Linked DNA regions of Rattus norvegicus: region 1 is linked to region 2. A link is a contact called in public Hi-C data. All regions are on one chromosome and are shown on one strand. Each heading gives the region's core, a stretch centred on a gene start, on an enhancer-like site or on the middle of the called end of the contact. The rest is flanking DNA. Distances are from core to core; before and after follow the strand shown. Region 1 holds the start of Rapgef5 (Rap guanine nucleotide exchange factor 5). Region 2 overlaps LOC120093171.

Region 1 (6,268 bases), core at 2,224-4,723, 98 kb before region 2:
TCATCAACAGTGCAATACTCAGAGCTGCTTTGTTCTGAGTGAACTTCTACTAATGGAGATCATGCAGCTCCAGTCTGGAGGTACAGCCTCTGTTTTCATGAGTCTCTGAGCCTTTACATTATCAATGTCCTAATCGAGGGGTCTACCCAGTTAATATCACCTGCCAATCAGCCTGGGATATATTCTACTATTTGTCTCTTCCTCTCAAACTCCTTCTTATGGACCATTTATATCACCCATACAATTCTTTTGTTGAAGCCCAAACTTTTATTGTGATGGTATAGGGAAATTTTGGGGGGTGGGAGTAATAATGTGATGGAGACTTTGGCAGTATTTAGATTGTATTTGGTTGTGAGGGTGAGGGCCTCATGGTAAGATTAGTGGCCTTATAAAAAGAAGACAAGATTATCTTCTCTTTGACCCTGCTAAAGAAAGGCCACAGGAATGAGCAGAAGCAAATGGGCATCTACAAGGCAGACAGAGCCCTGTGCAGAAACAAAACCGGCCTGAACACTGAACTTCGGTTCGCCAGCTGTCAAAATTGTGAGAAAATAAACATCTCTTGAGACCATCTGGTTTACAGATTGTGTTACAGTGTCTTGAGCTACATGACACAGGAGCACACGATTTTACTGTTTTCCCTTCTTTCAAACTCCTTCCTCTCCCTTTGACAACAAGGGTTACAAAAAATTGCAACAGTAGTTGCCCTAGTTAGGTTTTTTTCAACAAGACATAGCTATAGTCATCTGGGACTCTTGACTGAGAAAAGGCCTCAATCAGATGCCCTATAGGCAAGTCTGTAGACCATTTTCTTGATTTGGTGAAGGATGTGGGAGGACCCTGCCTACTCTCAATAGTGACACCCCTGGGCAGGCTGAACAAACCAGGGTGAGCAATCCAGTAAGCAGCACTCCTCCATGGCCTCTGCTTCAGTTCCTGCCTCCAGGTTCCTGTCTTGAGTTCTTCCTCCAACTTCCCAGTTGATGAACTGTAAGCTGAAGATGAAATAACCCTTACTTCCCAGAGCTGCTTTTTGGTTATGATGTTTTATCACAGCAACAGAAAGCAAACTAAAATAGTCTCCCCCAAAGCAGATGTAGGGAGAAGTTGATGTAAAGTGGGAGTTTCCAACAGTGAAAAGCTTGACACTTGATCTTTTAAGAGAGACATTCATTTAAGCTCTTAAAGAACTAATATGTTGTACCATAATAGAAGAATTATTAAAGTAGGTTATTTGAAGGGCCCATATACGGGGTAGTTTGGAAATGAGGGCCAGTCTGCACACTGACAGAGCAAACATCATCATCCCAGGCAGCAAGAAACTAGAGTCCCCTTGTAGATGAACACAGCGGATGGATCTATGCAGAAATTTGGACAATTCCTGTCACAGACTGCCAGGCTGCCCATGTCTTCAGTATTCTGTGCTGTGGAAAAGTAACTGTCAAGGATAACAGGAACACAATTTGACCTACTTCCCCCTAGATTCTTGCAAAGTCTATAATTCTGGATCTTGTGTTTATTTACCCACTCTATCTTGAGGACATACTTCCTGCCTTTCTTTGGAAGCAATCCTGTATGCCACACATCAAGACTACTGTGTGGAGTGGATAGAACTTGAGGACTCTTGGCGAAGAATTGAGGTCCTCAAGGGGATAGGAACTCCACAGGAAGACCAAGAAAGTCAACTAACCTGGACCCTTGAAGCTCTCAGAGACTGAACCATTAACCAAAGAACACACATGGGCTGGAGTTAGGCCTCCTTGAACATAGGGAGAACGTGTGCAGCTTGGACTTCACCTGGGTCCCAAACAACTGGAGTGAAGGCTATCCCAAAAGCTATTGCCTTTCCATGGGATATATTCTTCTAGCTGGACTGCCTTGTCTGGCCTCAGTGGGAGAGAATATGCCTAGCCCTGCAGAAACTTGATATGAGGAAGGGGGTGTGTGATACGGGCCCCACCCACTCAGAGAAGGGAAAGTATTGTGGGAGGGGATGACCGCAAGAGGGGCAGTGAACAGAATGTAACGTGAATTTAAAAAAAAAAAAAAGATTACTGTGTGGGCAATTCTGAAACTTTTCTGGTGGCTGCATTAAAAATTATATAATGGCACAAGAGAATCCTAAGAACAATCCTTTAAAGTGGTCTGGAAGAAGAAAATGCATAGGAAAGGGGAAACAGACTGGAGAACAAGAACTGTAGCAAGTCAGAGCTTTTCCAATCCACTGGAAGCCACAACAGAGCAAATGCTTCTCCAGCCCTTATATTTCTGCAAACCAATGAATGTCGCAGGAGCTGTGAGTCTCCAGCTACTGTCTCCTTTCAAGTCAAATAACTAAGACTTCTAGTCAAAAAATCATCTAAATTGTTGTAAATACTACATAATGATAAAAAAATTATAAGTAGGATGTACCAAGGATGTACGATTGTAACCTGATCTGCTGAGTAGGAAAAGTGAGTGAGAGCTTACTGGTGCATTCTGAGTGGCTTAAAGATACCCAGGATGACAAGTAACCCCTCCTTTTAACATAAAAAAAAAAAAAAAAAAAAAAAAAGCCTGGCCTGCTCAGGTCGTGAGATGCATTTAGAACACAAGGAATGCTCCTTCACCAGGAAGTCATATCTGAACACACAATCTGAAAGTCGCTATTTGAGATTCCCGGGGGTCCGACCCTCTCCCGCTCTAGGGGGCGTCCCGGAGTACTGAGTGCTCCCAGTGATGGAACTCAGGAGCTAAAAGCTCACCCAAGCTCTTCCAACTCCTAAGTCTCCCCCTCAGCAGTGGCGGCTGCCAGGGCAGTCCGGACGCACAGACATTGCTATGAGTCTTCCAAAACAAGCAAGCACGTCGCAGGCCACCTGCAAACAGGACCCGCTGGAGGCCTGAGACTTTCTGTGGGACGGGGCTGACTGACTTAGTCACGGGACACCTGCAGCTTCCCCACAGAAAGCAGCAAACAGCCCTTCTTCCAGTGATGTCCGGGCGCCCCGGTTCGCTCAGGTGCATCTGAGGGGGAAGGGTGGCCGTCGCAGACCGAGGGGCGCCCCCTAACCCAGCCGTCCCGAGTCCCTCTCCAGAGGAGTCCCGCCACCTCCCCAACTTCCAGCCACGGCGTGGCGGGCCCGCCGGGCGGCCGAGGGCTCCACGTGCGCGCCCCGGCCACTCACCCGGGCCCCGGCGGCGCTCCGCTTCCTCCGCAGCGTGAGCCCGCTCCGCAGCAGCGCAGGCAGGTCCCTGAGGCGCGGCCGCAGAGACGCGGCGGTCGGCTCGCGCTCCGGCTCCCGGGCGCTCGGGCTGCGGCGCAGGGGCCCCTCGGCCGGGGCCGCCGAAGCCAGGGCCGGGCTCTCGCACGGCGGCTGCATCTTGACAGAGCCCACCGCCATCCTGATGCCCTGACGGTTGCGGCGGCGCCCGAGGCTGCTCTCCTCCGCGCTCGCCTCCGCGCCTTCGCAAGGCAGCGAGAGGGCGAGACTGCGGCTCGGGCGCGGGACGCGCTACCAGCCGCTGCCCATTGGCGCGCGCCGGGCCGGGAGCCTCGGCCCCGCGCACCGCCCCGGCCCCGCCCAGGTGCTCCCCGCCCCGCCCCGCCACTCACCTCTGGGCGGCCCAGACACTCCCACCGCCCTCGGAAGGGGCCCGGGAGCGCCGCATGCTCCCAGCCTGCACAGGTGCGCCAGTCCCAGCAACCACCTCCGGGCCCATCCCCCCAGAGACTAAAAAGGCTCTTTGCTTCAGCCAGGAGTGTCCTGGACTGCGACCCAGAAGGCTAAGAGGTCCTCCTCCCTCCCGCGCTTAGCCTAGTCCCACAGCACAGTTCTTATTCTAGAAACTGTGCAGAATGGACTTCTTGGGACATCATTGCCCCACCCCCCACCCCAGTGACCCTGTGAGCACGCTCCTCGTGAAAGGGGGAGCAGAGAAAACTAGTTGTTTTTGATGGGTGCTCAGCAAAATAGGTGCAAGTCTGGTGGCCCGAAGGTGAATCTCTGTTAACATGTTGGAACCTGACCTCCCTGGAAGCCTTCTGTGTGTGATGAATGTTCTTCCTAAACTGCAAAGGCTTAGCGCGGTGTGAATCACTGCTTATACAATTCCAGGAGGTAGGAATTGCGGAGCGCCGAGTGGAAACCATTCCAGGAAGGCCTTCAACTCCAAGGGGCGGTGAATCGTCACCACGGCCTTTGACTCCTCAGCACCAGAACCCTGAGACCCACTCTTTGCCTGTGACCCCTAAGATCCGAAAACCCTTGTTCACGTTTACAGTTTTTAAAATGACAAGTAAGAATTTGGAGTCAAGGTTACTACTGTACCTCTCACACAGCAGATGCTTGGCCAAGTGTGCACGGAAATGAGGCCGAGTAGGTAACGTGAAGATCTGCCCTTAAGAAAAGGGAAATTCAGCCTTGTGTAGATAAATACTGAGAGGAAATCAGGTAGTGCCTAAACTCTTGCTAATTGTCAAGTGAACGTGAATACTAAAATCTCCTGGGAAGAGCAACCTAAGCCAGAGAAGGAAGGAAGTTTACACAATGTCTTAAAGCTTAGGGCCCTTCAAGCAAGGAGACTTGAAATTGTGATTTCCAACTCTTAGGTGGCTCACATAGAGCCAGAGAGAGCGGTTGGACATGAAGAATATGTCCTGTTAGAGAAAGGTGATTCATAATGAAGAAGTGGGGGGGGGTAGAATTGGTGTTGTTGACTTACCTCAAAGGACTTAAATTTTGTCACCTAACCCATGGACATTTAACTGAGGAGTCAGTAAGGAACTTTATAGTCCGTTATGGTGTCCAGATGTCTGTGGTGCAGATTTATCCAAGAATGAAGCTCTACATCTGTATCCAACATCAGACTCTGACGTTTAGGTTAAAATACTCAGTCATTCATTACCTTGAGTTCTCAGACATTACCTATTTCAAACTGCCCCTGACGTGCCAGCTGAGGGGTTGGTACCTGGTTCACAGGAGCACCAGGACACTCCTAGTTAACAGTCATCTGCCAGCCATACAGTCCCTGAGAAGTAGCATTTGAATTATCTATGAATTCACTCTGCTACAGAAGAGATCACATCTCCTAGTTGACATTCTTGGTCTTCACACATGTTCTTAAAGGCAGCTTCCCTTCCTTTGGCTTTTTGGTTGTTGTTTTTTTTTTTTTTTTTTTTTTTTTGAGAGAGAGAGAGAGAGAGAGAGAGAGAGAGAGAGAGTCTCAAGTAGCCCAGACTGACCTGAAGCACCCTATGCAGCCGAGGATCACATTGAACTCTTGGCAACCTTTCTCTGTCTTCCAAGTGCTAGGGTTACAGGCCTGCACTACAAAGCCCAGATTCACAGTTTTCAATATAAGACTTAGGAGTTTGAAATTTATACCATAGATTCTATAGAATCAACTATGACATGCTATCTAATGCACAACATCAGTAAAGGACTTTTGAAAAGTCTGCTTAGGTTAAAATAATAAATAATAAAGGCCCATATCCTCGGCAAACAGGTAGGAACAGTGAAGGTAGCTTGTCTGCTAAGGTGATTGCCTTGCAAGCCCAAGGACCCAAGTTAGAACAGAAGAAACTATGCCCAGAAGCAAACAAACAAGAAGAGGAGGGGGGGAGGAGGAAGAGGAGGAGGAGGAGGAGGAGGAAAGGAGGATGAGGAAGAGGAAGAGGAGGAAGAGGAAGAGGAAGAAGAAGAAATAAAGAAGAAATAGAGAAGAAGAAGAAGAAGAAGAAGAAGAAGAAGAAGAAGAAGAAGAAGAAGAAGAAGAAGAAGAAGAAGAAGAAGAAGAAGAAGAAGAAGAAGAAGAAAGGGGCTGGGGATTTAGCTCAGTGGTAGAGCGCTTACCTAGGAAGCGCAAGGCCCTGGGTTCGGTCCCCAGCTCCGAAAAAAAGAAGAAGAAGAAGAAGAAGAAGAAGAAGAAGAAGAAGAAGAAGAAGAAGAAGAAGAAGAAGAAGAAGAAGAAGAAGAAGAAGAAAAGAGTATATGTAGTGTTATGTAGTGTTCTCTTTTGATCTCAGGGCTGAAGAGTGAAGACAAGTAGATCCCTAGAGATTGGTGGCCAGCTAGCATTATCTAAAGGGACAAGCTCAGGCAAGTCAGAGACCCTATATTTAAAAACAAAACAAACAAACAAAACCAAAACCAAGTATGAAAAGAACCTGAGAAGTAGCATCCAAGGTTGGCCTCCACATGCATGCACACACACAAAGATGTGCACCTACCACACGTGCATTTGCACACACGTGGATACACATACAAACACACACACACACACACAC
Region 2 (5,818 bases), core at 2,648-5,147:
TGAGTCCAAGGTTGTTTTATATCACAGATGTTTCCTTCCGAAAGACCAGATGAGTATTTTATCAGTGAGTCAGGACTTCCATTACCCATTATTCAAATGACCCAAAGAAGACACACAAGGCTTAAGAAATACATTGTTATAAGCCACTCATTCAGCCACTGGCCATAAGAATGGAGGAGACACCTAGGTTGATATGGCCCCTGAATGGGGCTGCAGCATTATTAAGGGGATCTGGTGTCTGCCATGTTAGGACTCAGGCTGTCTAAATATCCAACATGAGCCAAACTGGACGATAGGAGGATTTCTGATAAAAGCCAGCCTTCCTCAGGAACTTGTGAAACCAGTTCCCATCTGCCGGAAGGAGTCAGTTCCCTGACCTCTGGCAGAAGGACACATGGCACCTGTGGCCGCATGTCAAAGCCTATGGTGGCTTCCTTCAGCATCACATAGCCTGTTACACATCTCAAAGCCTCCACCCTAGTATGCTGGCTTCTTTCTTCCCTAGGCTTCCTTCCACCCAGATACTGTTCTGTCCTCTCAATAAAGACAAGGTTCCCCCACCCCCACCCCCACCCCTGCTATTCTCACCAGGCTCCCTCTATCTCTGGTTATTCTCCCTTCTCTCCCAGATAGCCCTGGGCATGCTGACTAGGCTGGCCACGCTCAGTCTACTTCTTTTTCTCGCTGCTCTGGACTCTTTCAGATGCGTCTGGCTGTTCTCTCTCTCTCATATCTACTATAAAAACCTTAACCATATGAGGGAGCAGTCATGTCAGCAGTTTCTTTACAGCATCCTCTTACATACACGCTATCTGTCCATCTACCTGTCTCCCCCAAGAGGAGAGACTAGCAGTCCAGTTCAGTAGTATCGGGATAGCAGGAGCGGTGGCATAACACAACTCAGAAGGAGAGACCAGGGCCAACAGGAATGCCAGGAGAAGTTCTCAGCTGTGCCTCTCTCCGTGAAGCAGTGAAGACTCGAGACCAACAAGCAGTGAGCAGCTAGCTCTACACGCGAGCAAGCCAAGCTCAGCCTCTGTCACTCTCCGAGGAGTCCTATTTATACTCAGCACACGTCTTCCCTCAGTATGAGAGTTTGTGTCCGCTGACATCACTCTGCCAATCGGCCCAAGCCCAAGGAAGTGGCAAGAAGGCACAGCATATCACCAGAAATTTTTTGGCGCATTTCTCTTTATGGAGTCCTGACAGATGCAGCTCAACTATGCAGTGTAAGGCAGAACAATACATGCACGTGGGTAGCAAAGAGTCCTTCATCACGTGTCCTTTCATGTGCTTGCTTTAGCAGAAATCCTCCCACTTGTGTCTGCTCCAGTGAAATGTTCCTTCGAGTGTCTGCCCCAGCAAAACACCATCCAACACAACTGACTTTCCAAAGAACCCTTGAGTTTCCACTTCAGGCCTTTCTTGCTTTTACCTGCTGCTTCCTTCCTTCCTTCCTTCCTTCTTTCCTTCCTTCCTTCCTTCTTTCCTTCCTTCCTTCCTTCTTTCCTTCCTTCATCCAGACAATCATCTACACAGTGATAACCCAAACAAATTTAATTGATTTTTATTTATTTTAATTTACTTTTTTGGTGTTTGTGCTATGCGTATGTGTGTGTTTGTGTGTGTGAATCTATGTGTGTTCATATGTATGTGCTCTCTGTGTGTGTATTGTGTGTGTTCTCTCTGTGTGTGAATGTGTTCTCTGTGTTTATGTGTGTGTGAGTCTGTGTGTGTGCATGTGCATGTGCTCTGTGTGTGTTCTATGTGTGCTCTCTGTGTGTGCTGTGTGTGTGCTCTCTCTCTGCATGTGTGTGTGAGAGTCTCTGTGTGTGAATGTGTATGTGCTCTGTGTGTGTTCTGTGTGTGTGTGTGCTGTATGTGTGTGTGTGCTGTTGTGTTCTCTCTGTGTGAATGTGTTCTCTCTGTGTGTGTGTTTGTGTGAGTCTGTGTGTATGTGTGTGTATGTGCTATGTGTGTTCTCTGTGTGTGTGTGAGTCTGTGTGTGTGTATGTGCTCTGTGTGTGTGCTGTGTGTGTGTTCTCTGTGTGCTGTGTGTATGCTTTCTGTGTGTGCTGTGTATGTGTTGTGTGTGTGTGCTCTGTGCGTGTGCTGTATGTGTGCTCTCTCTGTGTGTTCTCTGTGTGTGCTGTGTATGCTGTGTGTGTGCTCTGTGTGTGAGTCTGTGTGTGTGCATGTGCATGTGCTCTGTGTATGTGTTCTATGTGTGCTCTCTGTGTGTGCTGTGCGCTCTCTCTGCATGTGTGAGAGTCTCTGTGTGTGAATGTGTATGTGCTCTGTGTGTGTTCTGTGTGTGTGCTGTATGTGTGTGTGTGTGCTGTGTGTGTTCTCTCTGTGTGAATGTGTTCTCTCTGTGTGTATGTTTGTGTGAGTTTGTGTGTATGTGCTGTGTGTGTTCTCTGTGTGTGTGTATGTGCTCTGTGTGTGTGCTGTGTGTGTGCTTTCTGTGTGTGCTCTCTGTGTGTGCTCTGTGTGTGTGAGTCTGTGTGTGTGTGTTCTCTGTGTGTTCTCTGTGTGTGCTGTGTGTGTAAGTCTGTGTGTGTTTGTGTATGTGCTCTGTGTGTGTGCTGTGTGTGTTCTCTGTGTGCTGTGTGTGTGCTTTCTGTGTGTGCTGTGTATGTGTTGTATGTGTGCGTGTGCTGTATGTGTGCTCTCTCTGTGTGTTCTGTGTGTGCTGTGTGTGCTCTCTGTGTGTGCTGTATATGTGTTGTATGTGTGTGCTCTCTGCATGTGCTCTCTGTGTGTGCTGTGTATGTATACAGATATGTGTGTGAGTACGAGTGTCCACAACCACACACGCCTGTCCAGAGGCCAGGGATTCATGTTCTCTATTGTTCGCCATTTCAGTTTTGAGACAGAGTCTCTCTCTGAACCTGGAACATGATTTTTTGGTTAGACTGGCTAACTGGCCAGGCCCCAGTCTATCTTTGCCTTCCTACCTTTGGAGTTATAGTCAAATACAGCCTAATTTAGCTTTAATGTGGGCTCTGGGGATCCAAATTCAAGTCATCATGTTTATACAGCTGACTAAGCCATTTCCCCTGGTCCCAAATTAATTTTTAATTAATTCCTAATTTTTTTAATTCTTAATTTTTAAAATTCCCACTTTTAAGGTTTTACACACTAATCTCTCTAGATTGTTGAATTATTTTAAAAACCACAAATGTACTACAACTTTAAACAATGCAGTTATAACTTGAGGGAGACAGGAGAAATGGGCTTTTCTTTTTTAATTGAGAAAGGTCTCATTATTTATTTTATTTTTTTCCGGAGCTGGGGACCGAACCCAGGGCCTTGTGCTTCCTAGGCAAGCGCTCTACCACTGAGCTAAATCCCCAACCCGGGCTTTTCTTTTTAAACACACAAAGGTGGGCTATGAAAGGAAATCCAGCCTTATGATATCTGTCTAATGGCGCATCCCAGGCCAATCTGACTAGGATATGGAAACAAATTCACTGAAATATATCCAGTTTACCATATCGCGCTTCCCCGGGAGCCAAAAGCCCTGGCTCCCTACGGGTTAGCCACAGCACACGGGACATGCAGTGGGATCAGTCAGAAGACAAGGCTGACAGTAACAGAACAGAGGGAGAATAGAAGAAGACTTAGAACTAGTGGGTACAGGGCAGAGGAGAAAACTTGGCGGGAAAGCGTAGCTGGCACGCTGGCCCTCAAATACAAGGTGTGGTTGCCAAGAAAGAAGAGGCTGACCTTAGAGAATTGCTGGTCTCAGCTCTGTGAGATGTGTCCCCGCTGAGACAAACACCGCCGGGACCCTCCGCTTCCCTTTGCCTCAGTGGGCTTGGTTACAGCACAGAGGAATAAAACTTCCCTCCCTTTCTCAGCTGTGTACGGTCTCCTGGCAGCGCCCTCTACTGGCAGAGGCCAACATGGAGCCGCAGGCAACAGAGCCCCGGAAGTCTTCAGGACTCAAAAGAAGAAGAAAGGTGGAGTATGGGTGCAAGCAGAGAAATTGAAACCAGAAAAGCGTGTCGAGAGAAAAGTACAGTTAAAAGATTGAGGTATACACAAGAAGTACAAATGACTCTGTCTCTTCTCCAAATGAGTACGGAGATGGGGGACTCTACGCTGGGTCCTCTGTTTACACCTTGGGATTCTGTGTGATTAAGCAGAAGCTAACTGTTCCTTGCACTGGTTCCAGTGAGTCCTGGTTGCCTCTGTGGCTGCCTGGGAGCCCCTGCCTGGTGCTCAAGGAGCAGGAGGGACTCTGGAGGTGAGAGTCCCTTCCTCCATTCTGTGGCAGTTGCTCATCCTGACACTAGCCCTGAACAACATGTTGTGCTTCCTTTGGTCCCTGTAGGAAGGCCGGGGGTTAGGTAGGAGGAGTGAGCACTCTGAGTTTTCACATCGCTGCTGTTTGGAAGTGCAGTGACTGCAGACAGCGCCCAGCTGGCCCACGTGCTCCTCCAACACTCCCAGCAGTATTCAGCACTGTGGTAAGACAACAGTGGAGGGAGAAATTTGTGTCGCTGCCAACCAACTGTGACGGGATTACTTCAGAATCATTCTCTGTTGGCTTTCTCAAATGAAACTCTCTGCTCTGTTCTACAAAGCATGCCATTACTCATCTCAGACCGGTTTGAAGGGAGCCTCTGAATGTGCGATGGGCAGACAGGGTCCTGGCCAGGAAGAGACAGTGGGATGTACCCATCACCACTGACTAAATATGTGGGAAAGTCTCTTGATCTTCGCCGCTCCCTTCACCGGCCACTTTCTTCCCACACACCACACACTCATAGCGAAGGGACTGTGGTTTTAGTCACCGGCCTCAAGGGGAAGTATAAATGGATCTGTCCATGCTGGTCGGCACTGTTAAGGGGGACAAGAGCATGGGGAATAGTTACGGATCCTGTCTGCACAGCTTATACCCACAGCTTTTCTCTAGCAATTCCGTTTGTATTGCCTTTTCATTAGAGTATCAAATACCGCCAACGTGCACAATGGTCACTTTGTGTGCAAACAGGTGTGCAGGTGTGTGTGCTTCCACATGTACTTGTGTGGGCCAAAGGCCGATCCCAGGTCACTTTCTCCTGCTGTCCCCACCTTATGTAAGTCAGAGACTCGCTGAGTCCAGAGCTCACTCTATGGCTGAACTGTCTGGTCAGCAAGCTCCAGGGACACACCTGCCTCCTGCTGCCCCCAGTGCGGAGGTTGCGGACCTGCCTGTGTGAGCGTACCTGGCTTTTGCATGAGTTTGGGAATCCTGGGTCTTTAGCACTAAGTCACATCCCATCTTACCTAAATATATGTCTACGTATTTACCCTTCCATCAAAACATAACATGTCAAATATTCCCCCAAGCCTCCCTGTGCTCTTTTCTTAGTATCTATCCTTGCCCCTGGGTGCAATCATTATTCTGACTTCGATCGTGGTGAATTTGTCTGCTCATACACTTCACATAGTGAAATCTTAGAGGACATGCTATATTGCTTCTTTCACTCAACAGTGTCTGTGAGGTTCATCCCAAGTAGCCCTCTTCCTCATTTCTGGGCAGCATTTATTCCATTGGCCTTTTGGGTGGTTCCCAGTATTGGCTATTGTGATCTTTAATAATGATTAACTCCTTGAAGGATCTAGAGTTACACGGGAGATAAACTTTACTGTGGGGGGCTTTTGAGATCAGGTTAACTGTGATAAAGACGCCCACCTTAAATGTGGGTTCTTTTCCGTGGCTGGGGGCCTGTACTAAATCCAGAATCCATCTTTCTGTTTCCTGACGGTCTTAGTTACGGTTTCTATTGCTGATGTGAAACACCGTAAATCAAGGCGGTTTAGA

Evidence for each region. A called contact is a pair of places that touch in the nucleus more often than the background predicts.
Region 1: a contact with region 2 is called in a Hi-C map of prefrontal cortex, with 3 times the contacts expected there. The contact joins the promoter of Rapgef5 here to the enhancer-like site in region 2. A contact is called at or near these places in 3 of 12 Hi-C or Micro-C datasets (frontal cortex, mammary epithelial cells and prefrontal cortex).

What each region holds. Positions count from the first base shown.
Region 1 is chr6:144,585,367-144,591,634 of GRCr8, reverse strand. Rapgef5 (Rap guanine nucleotide exchange factor 5) reads right to left here and starts at 3,473. Exons shown (of 26, transcript NM_001395143.1): 1 at 3,168-3,473. The coding sequence starts at 3,383.
Region 2 is chr6:144,488,445-144,494,262 of GRCr8, reverse strand. LOC120093171 reads right to left here. Exons shown (of 3, transcript XM_063262805.1): 3 at 590-4,851. The coding sequence starts at 2,844. The coding sequence ends at 1,582. Among named protein-coding and RNA genes, the nearest start is that of Rapgef5, 97 kb to the left of the region's middle. Within about 2 kb of position 3,897, at least 23 of the 93 cell types and tissues checked have an H3K27ac peak or open chromatin away from gene starts, as enhancers often do. A contact at or near this core is called in prefrontal cortex, where this site is marked.